Linked DNA regions of Bicyclus anynana: region 1 is linked to region 2. Evidence: chromatin contacts called from public Hi-C data. All regions are on one chromosome and are shown on one strand. The core of a region is the stretch at or near the end of the contact, and the rest is flanking DNA. Distances in the headings are between cores, read along the strand shown.

Region 1 (6,657 bases), core at 430-2,929, 89 kb after region 2:
ATATAAAAATGCATTAAATAAGCAACAGGTAATATTTATTATAATGTAATTAATATTGTAGGACACAACATACATAATATTGTTTCTGATAGTAACTAAATCCACTTCGGTACGCCATCTCGTGTATATAATAGACAATAATTTATTTTTTTATTTTTTGTGTGAACGAAAATAATCAAAAACTGTATTATCAATTAATGTTATGAACACTTACCCACCAAAGACGTTAAATAAAAAGTTTATTTAGTTATGTAACTATTCTTTAATGTAAATATTTATAAGTAAAATAAATAATTACTTAATTAGGTAATACATTTCAAGTGGTAATAAATGTCATAGACATAGATTTGTGGTTTGTTTGTTTTGCATTCACACCTAGATGGAAAGTGCCTATTGACGCTTCACTTATGGATACCCATATTGTAGATAAAAATACATTGTAGAAAATCATCATTATCAACCCGTCGTATAGCAAGTTAACAACCTACTATGGGCCCAGACCAGACAGACTTTTTTATATTCAATGACAACTTAGTTTTGCCACGAGCGATGCCTACCACAAGCTGGCCTATTCACTAATTTGACCTATAATAACAACCTATTAAAATAAACATCAAATCAACTGAGAAATGTCATCTACCGGACGGTTATCAGTAGGGACCGAATGTCATTTGTTACGAGTCCAAAAATCTAAATTTCGTATAAGTCAAGTAACATATGTTGACGTTAGTGAATTCGCCTGCAGACCAAACCACAGACAATTTAAAAATATATAAAATCCTAAACTGCCTGAGCAGGGAATCGAACCCAGTACCTCTAAAGAGTTCTCCCTTCTCGAGAGAGGATGTGGAGTTTATTAGCTTAGACCCACTGTGGTGCTCTAATATGGCGAGTTAAAGGTTTTGTTTGATTTAGTCACTATTAGTTGTAGAGTTCCCAACTCCGAGCTGAACATTTTTACTGAGAATTTCTAAAAGAAAGAAAAGCTCAATATTATAAACCAAACTAGAACACGAACCCTGGACCTCGTGATTTGAAGATAGACCAAATTGTAGATAACTATCAAAATATCACAGTAGATATAATAAGAAATATGCAAGGACATAGGTACCTACCTAGACTGAGAGATGAATGAATAGAAATGAGATGGCCGATAAGAAAAAGGAATCAAAACGTTTTGTATGTGCCCATAAACAGATGGCGCTTTACCTGCCTGGCACACGTAAATATGTATAATATTTCTTTAAACCCTAAGTTGATATTTTGCCTGTGATCGCACCAAAAATTCACCTTCATCAAACCATCATCAGCGCGAATCGCCTTGGTGGATCAGAAGTGTTAGAACAAATTAAGTAAGTACTTACAATATGAAGATTTGTACTTGAAGGTGTCGGGAATCGAATCTCTTAACACCTCGAAAATAAACCAAATTGTTATAAGCTATTGGGCCATATGGTCACGCTTACTTGACGGAATTAACTATTTTCTTTACTTTTATAGAAAAGAAGAAATTCGCGTAGAGCGCCATCTTGTATGAAATAGCTATAAAACACTTATCGCGACTGTCTGTTCGGTGATTGGGTTCATATTAAAAATGAGAAGTTTCTTTGCGCTACACAATAGATGGCGCTGACCTAAATCGTCTATGCTCTTTGCAGTTTATGCAATCCTGTTACATGGCGATTGTAACTGCCTGCTCCAGATTCTCCACTGGCAACGCCCACGTTCCTAACGTTCCGTAGACATTCATGAAGTGCCTTCTTCATTCCATTCCTCATTCGTTGAGCAAATGGAAGCCGAAAACATAATTATGGGGTTTTTTGTGTTTTTTTTTTACTTTAATCGATTAAGTAAATTTAAGATAATATATTATTGTAACAATTAAATAAATAATTGTTAATGAATTAGAAGTATCGATTTTGCTAGGGTTGTGTAACTTGAAGGGTCATAATAGTCGATACGACGATACTTACGTTCAGATTATTCGATTTTATGACTAATTTATTTATTTATATAAAGCAATTTATATATTTCATAAGAAATACACAGTTCCATATTTATTTGATAGTTTTGCTTTTATTTCATTGTTTTATTTTCTTCAAAAGTGGAACACGAATACGGCTAATAATTATAATCATTGACCTCTTGTAAATAATGGAGGATTGATGTCCTTTTGCCGTTTGTTGTCAATGGTATTGGAAGGGCGCCCTCTTGATCTTGTACACAAAAACTTGAGATTGGGGAAACGTGATTTCGTGCTATAACATTTACGTGCTTATAGGCGAGTTGTTAAAGGTCGAAGCAAAATATCGTACAATTTCATTTTCCAGGACATCACTATATTAAACATACGGCAATCAAAGACACTGGACATTTTTAAAAATGCCGTAAAGTCTCATTATCTGGTGCAGTAAAGACGATCTGTATATATTATTTCTTTTCAATATAAGGTATTTATTAGTATATTTTGATATGTATTTTATTCATTATTGTAGGTATTTGTGTAATATTGTTTATGTATTAGGATGTAAATTATTTGTATTACTAATACTATGGTTATTTTTGTTTTACGCCACCTGCTGATGTCCTTAAGTTTTCCTAAACCGAAGGTTGCCTGGAAGAAATCGCTACTTAGCGATAAGGCCGCCTTTTGTATGCTGATCTCTTTCTAATTTGTTTTTTATTTCACTTGTTTTTGTCTTTGTGGTGTGCAAATAAAGTATATTTATCTTATCTTTTATCTTATATTTCTATGATACGAATCTTACTGTTTTTAACCAACTTCCAAAAAGGAGGATGTTCTACGTTCGGCTGTATGTATGTCCGCGATATTTCCGTCATTTGGGGATCGATTTTAATTTTTTTTTTTTGAAAAGGTATACTTTGTGTCAGTTTTTTCATGGCATCCTGGAGAATTCGGAAAAATCTTTCAAAAATTGTAGAGACGGCAAGTGGCGCTAGTGCGTTTGATGGCACTCATCAACGATTTACCGAAATTATTTTGTTTAGGCTTAATTAATTTGTATTGATGAGGACTTTCCACCTAGATGGGTTGTGACTGCATTGGAGGTCTGGCGATGAAGACAAAGGACAGTTAAGGTTACTCCTCATCAGTTCACAGTAGGCACCTTGTGTTTGGGCTTGATTTTTTTTTTTGTTAATGTTAGCCCTTAACTACAATCTCACCTGTAAGTAATGATGCAGTCTAAGATGGAAGCGGGCTAACTTGTTAGGAGGAGAATAAAAATCCACATACCTTTCGGTTTCTACACGGCATCGTACCGGAACTTCAAATCGCTTGGAGGTACGTATTTGCCGGTAGGGTGGTAACTAGCCACGGCCGAAGCCACCACCAGCCAGACCTGGACCAATTAAAAAAATCTTAATTGGCCCAGCCGGGGATCGAACCCAGGACCTCCGTTTTGTAAATCCACCGCACATACCACTGCGCCACGGAGGCCGTCAAATACATTTGTATTGATGAGAACTTTCCACATCAATGGGGTGTCTGCATTAGGGGTTGAAGACGAAGGACAGTCAAGGGAACTCTTCGACGGTTCACAGTAGCTAGCTTGAGTTTGAGGCTAATAAATTTGTACTGATGAGAAATTTCCACCTAGATGCATTGTGACTGATATTGAGGTCTAGTGATGATGGCGAAGGACAATAATTAAGGGAACTTCATAACGGCTTACGGTGGCTACATTTTGCTGGGCTTACTTAGTACGGTTCAATAAGTACGCCAAAATGTTAAGTTCGAACAAAAATAATAGCTTATTAAGACAGAAGTTTTACATAGAACAATCACTATCTACTAGTCATGCTGATGCAGTTTGTTATAGAATTTAAGTTGCGTAATCGCGTCATCTGGTGCAATATCCCTCGCTTCGTGGTGAGGCCTACACAATACTTTGTTTGAATTTAAATTAGACAGCGATGTTCCTTCCAAGGTTTTGACACGACTTAGAGCAAAATACACCTGTCTATGGCGATTTTTTTCTTATCTAGATCTATAACAGGATTTACCAATAAAAACATACAAGCAACCAGCAAAAAAGGACTAAGGAATAGGCGAATTTAAGGGAGTGGTAGGGTGTTAATTTTATGTATGAAAGTGATTTTTCACAAGTTGAGAGTATTTCGGAGATAAAATCGCCGTATCACCATGATTTGGTGACACGACACCAATATCATTATCAACACATATAAACAAAATTGAAGTGTGTGTCTGTGATTTCAGGAAAACTTTTTTTTCTCAAGTGCTTATAGTTAACACAACAGCTAACTATTAACAAGCTACCTTTTATCAAAAAAATGGTTCCCGCGGGTTATGTGAAAAATAGAAATTCACGTGGACGAAGTCGCGGGCGTCCGCTAGGTATATATAAAACTCTATACACAGGATGATACGATTCCATCAGCGTAACGAAGTGATGCGATCGCAACGTTACACTGATGTTATCTTTTTACAATGAAGACATCGATGTCCTATTAAAAATGGATTCAAAATCAGTGACTAAAAAGCGTCCTCACTCAATGAGTGCCAAACACAACTTCTTGGCACTCAATTCAAGTAGTCGCATTTGCAAATTCAACCTTAAACTCAAGGTTGAATTTGCTCTCAATTTGGGATTTTATTGGATATTGGACTATATTTAAAGGCCTTTAGTTATAATTTTCTTTACCAATAATTCTAAAACTGTTAAAGCAAAATTGGCCAGTTTTTAAGTGAAATTTTCTACATGATTGTGCGTCCTTTTATTATAAGAGGTCAATGCGTGGTGATAAACCCTGCCCTGAATCATATAACCCTGGAATATGATTAACTAAATTGCTTGTGTTGCAGCACCCCAACTATTATGACTATGTATATTATGTCCCAAAAATTTCCGATATCAGATCCATCCGCGCCTTTTATCAGTTTTTTTTACTGTTTACGCATCACCCTGTTTCTGATAATTTGTCTACTCTTATAATACTGATACTCGTAGTTTTGATAATACTGGTACTTGGCTTCAATCTGATCTTTTTATTGGTTTCTGGCCTACCTACTTCTTTGATTTATTTTGTATGTAATAAAGTTCTAAATGAGGACCAGAACTATGTTTACAATGTGCACAGTTGTTTACATTGAATTTGGCTTTCCTTATTCAAAATGTTTATATCGAAGCAGTAACTGACGTGCCGAGAATGGGGTAAACACACGACAAGCAATACTGTGGTGTCTATTTTTAAAGTCTCACTCACAGGGCTATTCCTGTAACCACTGCCTTGAACCAACATGAGGCACGACCTATTTAAGTTTTATGACTAAACAGCATTCTTGGGAAACAAAGACTTACACAAACCCATTATTACGTTAATGTATTGGCCTATTATATGTATACGAGGTATGTTTAAAAAGTACGGTGATTTTCCAATTTTCACGAGCAACGTACATTCGATTATCGATTGTGTTGATACACAGAATTTCAATCAAATTTTGTGTGAAGAATCGAATCAAGTGATCTAAAACTTTACAAATGTTGACAATGTCGTATGGCGAGTCTGCTCTAAGTAAAAAAGAAAATAACGAGTGGTATAAACTTTTCCAAGTTGGTCGAGAAGATACCAACGACGAACCTTCGTCTGGTCGCCCCTAGCACGTCATCAACAAAAGATATCGTCGAAATTGTAAAAAAAGTTAATTTTGAAAATCGTCGAATTACGATAAGAGAAGTTGCTGACGATGGTGGCATAACAATACGTTCGTGTCATGCAATTTTCGGTTGGTTTGTTCCGCAACTTCTGAATTTTGATCCGTCGCATGAGCATCGCTCAGGAGCTCTTGAATGACGTCAGTGATGATACTGATTTGCTCAAAAGGATCATAACTGGACTTATCATAAACTAGCGGACGCCCGCCACTTCGTTCGCTCTCTTGGACCTCCTTAATCCGGCCCTCTTGAAAATCCATTCTTAGCGGAACTCTACTATTTGTAAACTACTTCCCTGCCAAATTTCGTCTTTGCATTTATATATTAAGATACCAAAAAAAACTGCAACGCTAGACGAGCTTAAGGCTATACCAAAAAGTGCATTTGAGAAGTGCTTTAAAGATTGGAAAAAGCGGTGGTACAAGTGCATCGTATTGTATTGTATATACTTTGAAGAGGACAACGTAATTGTTGTAAATAGAATAAAAATCTACAATCAATCATTTATTCAAATTTTTTATGTACAAAAGTTCGCCTGTCTATCTATTAACATTTCATAGCTAAATTGCTGAGCCGATATGATCATTTTTGGTTAGAGATAAATTGGACCTTGGAGCATAAACGGAGGGAACTTTTTATTCCGATAAAATAAAATCAAGGGTATATATCCAAAACAAAAAAGAAATACATAACAGCTTGAAATTTAAGCCAATTTTCAAAGTTTTAAAGGTTAGTGTAAAATGTCATGAATAATTTTTATTTATTATGGTGGTTAAGCAAACTTCTGAAAAGCTGGCAATGCTCTGTTTCTGAAAATTTGCATGGGTGGCGGTAATCACTTAACATCAGGTGACATTGACACACCTGTCTTTTTGTCCGCTATTTATGAAAAAGCAGGTAGTGAATCATAGAAATATATCTGGAAAATGCTAACGGCTTCGAAGGAATTTTTCGCTTGGCT
Region 2 (6,187 bases), core at 918-3,417:
ATAGCTATGAGCACGCTGGTTCAGCAAACGGGTAATATAAAGCGTTTACCAATTACAGAAAAAAAGAGTGTATTTACAATTGCTTATGATGACGTTCAAACTAAACAACTCAGGCCTGACAGCAGTTCTACGTCGTGCGAAAAGTTATAATTATTATCAATATCAGTATTCCAACAAAAACAAGAGTGCCTTATAGATGTTATTTTTTATGCGTTTTGTAAACTGTGTTCCGTCCTATTTATTATTAATAATGATATTGTAAATAATTTTAGTAGGTACTCCCGATCTGGCAAAGACTTTCTCTCTCATCGAAGTTTTGATGAAATTAAAATTACAATAACATTACAAATATTTAATAAAAAATATGCTGTTAATTTCTTCAAAAAATCGATTAGAGACAGTTTTATTGATGGAAGGGATTATAAATCTTCTTTACCTAAATTAGGAACGATACAAATCAACTGCCTTTATTTAAATGACTGTTCTGTAGGTACTTTAAACTTGATTAAATTTAAGTGACATTATATTGTAAATAAAAATTATTTTTAATTCGTATTATGTATTTAATTGTAGCTTTAATAAATCTATTGTACATAACTATTCATTTATTCACAACTGCCGTACTGTCTCAGTATGCAATTCTATATTTGTTATAAAATATAAAGTTATATCATACTTTTCATGTTTTGTTTTATTTCTGCAAAGTGATAAGCTGCTATGTAGGATATATCATAAAAAGAAAAATAGACTGTAAGCCCTCGAAAAAATCGCTCGCCTCGCTTGAATAACGCTTATAAGGCTATTCCTATATCAGAAAATAACTCTGGGCACTATGCCGTAATTTCTGAGCGGTACAGGTGAGTAGGTACGTGAGTGAATGGATTATCTCAAGTATAAATGAGGAATTTTTTATTAGTTACCCTATTTCTACCCTAAGGGTGGAAAATAGGGGTGATAAATTCATCACTAGCCGACGCCTCGCAGTTTCACGCGCGTAGTTCCCGTTTCCGTGAGAATACGAGGATGAAATATATCACATTAACATATAACGGGGCTTTATTTTTTTTTGTTACTTTCACTCGTGTAGAGTTAGTACTCGTTTAAATAGAGAAGTATGGGTTCACAGTCTAAGGCACCTCCTTCAAAGTGATCAATAGGTAGAAAATATCATAGTGTTATTTTTTTGTAGTCGGTTGTATTTTTTTTTTTAATTATTATAAATCAAGTTGTGGCTTATATTGTCAATGGTGAATTGAACAAAAAAAATAAAAACTGATTTACAAAGAAACTGGCTGACCTGGAAAAATTGTCTGCCTTATTATTTCCCTGCTTTAGGAATTTAAAAAATTTGGGGTGGACCACCCTTCCACTTGGAGATGTGAAAAATAGATGTTGGCCCGATTCTCAGACCTACGCGATATGCACACAAAGTTTAAAAATACAGTAAGAAGTACCTATGCTATGATTGTAATAAAACTGTCCTCATCTTCATCAGAGAAACTAATGAAGTGAGAGTGGAAGACAATGAAAAAGCATTAGGTACGTCATCTGGCAAATTATGGCGGCTACACAATTATTGTCCATCACACATAGTTTGGAAAATTGTGGCCGATGCCACACGCGAGAATGTCGGGTCCGGATTCAACAACCTCCCATTGACGGCTTATGGCGTCAATAGGTAATAAGACTGTAGAATAAATTAGGAGATGTATAGCGAAAAATTGCACAACAGTAACGCTAATATCATAGTTGTCCTACTTGCTGATAGGTGGCGTTTGTTAGCTTTTCTATCTGTTTTGACGGTGTATAACTCTCATCCATACAAAATAGAAAGTATTCATTTTAAAATATATAGTACCAGTTAATAGTGCCTAAACGCCGCTTAATCAGTCTCTTCGTAGCCAAATTACAAGAGTTGGCAATAATATTTCTCTTTCTACGTAAGCCCTTCAAAAACTGTATGGGTAAACTAATAACTGTAATGGGAATGACTGAAATTGATAGATTGATCACGTGAGCTATCGATAACTTATGTGATCCCCGTACATTTTTTAGTTTTCGAAGCGTTACCGTATGTAGAAAGAGAGTTGAAAGTGAAATTTGGCTGGCTACCGATGCCGAGAGTGAGGTGACGATCACTGGATCTCTCGATTCCATGATCGCAATTGTCGACAACAGATACCAGGATCTTATAACATATTAGGAGCTAGACAGTCACTTTAATAAAGATACGGTTGCACGTAAAAATAAATATAGTTTAATTGTTATGACATTCTTTTGTTTCTGATTTTTATATGATTAAACTCAAATTGTTTTAGTTTGTTTTTGGTGAAAAACGGCTTATCAATTATTATATGAAATATTAAGAAGATGAACTTAAGTGCCTCCCTGTGGTGAGGTGGAACTGTGGTTAAGTCTATACTTTTGAGTTTTAATTTATATTTTATATTTATATTTTACAACTTAATTATAAATCTAATGTATCCTAATTATTATTTTTTTGCTTTTAATTAGATGTAGACTATAAATAAACGTTACGAAACGAAAACCCCTTCAGGGCATTCCAAATTATTGCAGGCTGTGCGATTTAGAAATGTGGATACAAATCGTTTTGTACAAGTTGCCTGGATCCGTATTGTAAGAATGTCACCGTTCGCGGCGTCTTACCGTTCTGTGGTAAGAAAGGAGAAGGAGGAATATGTCACACTTACCAAAGTAAGTACCTATATCCGGTAAAAAACCGACAAACAAGCTACGACTATTAGGAGGTTTTGCAAAGCCTCCAATTTCACCTATGTCAACGGTTCATTACCAATGAGCTAGAGCGGCGATCTATTGAGTTATTGCTACAAAGTTGATATTTTACAGAGCGGTAATGTGCAGGTACAAAGATCAGCGTGTTATCGACTTATCTATTACGACGAGATTCATTTATTAACCGACTTCCAAAAAGGAGGAGGTTCTACGTTCGGCTGTATGTATGTTTTTTTTTTTTTTATGAGCGTATATGAAATATTTATTATTTATTTGGTTTGCTTAAAAACAATAATTTATCAGTAGCTGCTGCCCGGAGTTAAAAATTTGGTATTTATTAAGACCCCGAGAACTCGATATGCCGACTGCTGTTCCCTCCCGGTCAGTATCGCTAACATTGCGATAGACGATAATTATCGTGTCAGAGAGGAAAAATATCGCTGATCCCGCTAACCTGCATCCAAATCTTATAAATCCTATCCTATAAGTGATATATGGATGGCCTGGACAGTTCAGTAACTGTTTGCTTTAGAATGTGTTCCAAGGAAGATCGAACTTACTAACACAACACAATCGGCTATAAGTATAGCCGATTGTGTTCTTTTTTGCTAAGAAAGGCTTGGCGGCTGTCTGTGCTTGTTTTGCAATCCGGTCGGTAGAAATACCGAAAAATCGGTAGGTTCGAGACTACTGTACTAGGACTACATAATATATTAAGATGCTATCTCGTGCAGGCATTTTGCATTATTGAGCTATTTGTAGATAGATGGCGCTTCTAATGCGATTATAATTTACTTTATAACAATTATTCTAAACATTGCATATGACAACAAATATCGTAGACGCAAAAATAAATAAAGCTTAAATAAAGACATTAAAACTGGACTGTCTGTTGTCATAGTTATTTAGAGTAGATATAAAGTTTTTTATTATTTTGATATTCTGTAAACCTTTTTTGTTATATGTTACGCTAGATGGCTCTGAAGGTCAGCTTCTACGAGTATAAAGAATTATCTATATTTTAGATTAATATTCTATAGAGCAAAAAAAATTTGATTGTTTGTTTGCGTTCGATAGGCTCTGAAATTACTGAAGCAATTTGAAAAAAGCTTTCACTGTTGGGAAGCAACGCTATCCTCTAGTGCCATCCTATCCTACTAATAGTTTAAACGAAGTTTGTATGGATATTTGTTACTCTTTAGCGCCGCAACTACTTAACCGATTTAGCTGAAATTCAAAACAAAGATAGAAAATTCTCTAGATTAAAACATATGCTGCTTTTTACCGAATTGAGAACCTCCTCCTTTTTGAAGTCGGTTAAAAAATTGATGTAAGTACATTGTACATAGTATATTATATAACATCTTTTGCTAGTGAAAGAAATATAGTAGATTGTTATACAAGGGGCTAAAAAGACCCATTATATACGAGGTATTTTTAGGGCCCGAGACGAAGGCGAGGGCCGCCTAAATAGAAACCGAGTTTATAATGGGTTTAGCCCCACGTGTTACACTCTGCTTTTCACTACGATTGCGAGAAAATAAAATAGTTTAGTACAATATTCAATGATTTATTTTAATTGAAAATTAAATGTACAAAGTCTACAATTTTGGATATTAAGGGAGATGCTTTTACCCGGTAACATAATTTCCGACTTTTTTGAAGATGAATAATGAATATATGAGGTAAACGTGGGAGATAATAGTTTAAAAAACTCCTTTCGTAAGTGAATCCATCCGTTGTTGTTTTCTTCACTTATAAAATTTTTCGTAGGTATCGTAGGTAAGTATTTAAGTAAATGCGTCTCGACTTTGATGGTAACAGATTGAAAATTTCATTCATCTCCAAATTAGGATCACCATTCTCACTAGACGAAGACAACAATAACAATTATTGTTGAAAAATATGTAAGTTACGGTCACAAATTTACAATGAATTTCGGAAATAATCAACTGTGTATTATTCACGCCAATTGTTTTTTAAATTCTCGCTTTTTAATTTTATTTTTTTCACATGAGAAAAAGGCAAAGGTATTACACCGTAAAGGATGTCCCATGTCTTCAAATCTCGCTCTATTCGCAACTTAATAAAAATTAAATAAAAAATAAACGCATTCCACAGACAAGAACGCTGCATTTCATTCCAATTTAAAGTTTTTTATTTATTTTTCAAATCAATCAGGGCCTTACCTATAATGATTCTATTTTCGAATAAAACCTCCTTCTTTTTATAGTAGGCTAGTACTTGGCTAGTACTCGTAACAGACAAGAATTAAAAAAACAAAATTACTTTAGCCCCTAGAGGCTAATATGCTTGTTTAGCCCCGCTGTGGAGTGGTAATATGACAGTGTTTTTGAGCAAGAGTAGTGAAAAATATATTCATTGCATGCGACAGCACGCGCCGCTCGCTGTTTGGCACTCGCTGCGTTGCAAGAACCAGCTCATGAGTAAGGGTCCCGTATGGGTTCGAAACTAGTTTTTTAGACTCAAACTGATAGTATTGCCAAAATTGGTAGGTATTCTTTTTTTGGACAGGCTTTTACAAAATTGACATTTCACAGACAATCTCTTCAGTTATACGTATAGTAAAGCCTGTAAAAGGAAATTCTTTCAAGATTAGCAATCAAGATTGACGATATTATAAAGTTGAACATTGTTTCATCGCGAGAGCTCAATCATTCGCATGAGCTACTCCTTCATTCAGCTCATTTGCACAGACAACTCGCGCGGAAAATTATTTCTTTTCATATTCCCATTTTTCACGTCTTACTTAAAGTTTTCGCCCAATGACTGGGGAGTTTACAATTGCTTTGTTTATTTTCGCTTTTTTTCCTCTGCCGTCGGAATTTTTTCTTCCCGTATTGTTTGTCTTTCCTAATTGCTTAGGTAGGTTAAACGATTCGCTTTTGTTATTACTCAAATCTGCTTTATTTTTTTATCACAAGCTAGTGAAAGCCCTCGACTTTGTCTGTGAAAATACTCGTAGATGTTAACTTTCATTGTACATTACCATTCTTACAAATATATATTACTAGCGGACGCCCGTGGCTTCGTTCGTGTGGATTCCAGCTTTTCACAAATCCTGCGGGAACCATGGATGTTATTAAACATATAAATCTTCCTCTAAAATCACTCTATCTTTTAAAAAAACCGCATCATAATTCGTTGCGTAGTTTTAAAGATTTAAGCATATATAGGGACAGAGAAAGCGACTTTATTTTTAACCGACTTCAAAAAGGAGGAGGTTCTCAATTCGGTCGGTATTTTTTTTTTTTTTTTTTTTTTTTTTTTTTTTATGTATGTACACCGATTACTCAAAGACGCCTGGACCGATTTCAAAAATTCTTTTTTTGTTTGAAACGGTATAGTCCCCATTTGGTCCCATTGCCATCATGTCAAGATCTGATGATGGAATCCTGGAGAAATTGAAGGG

What was found. A called contact is a pair of places that touch in the nucleus more often than the background predicts.
Region 1: a contact with region 2 is called in a Hi-C map of whole body, with 4 times the contacts expected there. The contact joins two enhancer-like sites. A contact is called at or near these places in 2 of 2 Hi-C or Micro-C datasets (whole body and whole larva).

The regions. Positions count from the first base shown.
Region 1 is chr9:5,425,787-5,432,443 of ilBicAnyn1.1, forward strand. No RefSeq gene overlaps it. Among protein-coding and RNA genes, the nearest start is that of LOC112058319, 7.0 kb to the right of the region's middle. Within about 2 kb of position 1,680, at least 8 of the 8 cell types and tissues checked have open chromatin away from gene starts, as enhancers often do.
Region 2 is chr9:5,336,599-5,342,785 of ilBicAnyn1.1, forward strand. LOC112058335 (cadherin-86C) reads left to right here. Exons shown (of 15, transcript XM_052883349.1): 15 at 1-680. The coding sequence ends at 150. Among protein-coding and RNA genes, the nearest start is that of LOC112058341, 76 kb to the right of the region's middle. Within about 2 kb of position 2,168, at least 8 of the 8 cell types and tissues checked have open chromatin away from gene starts, as enhancers often do.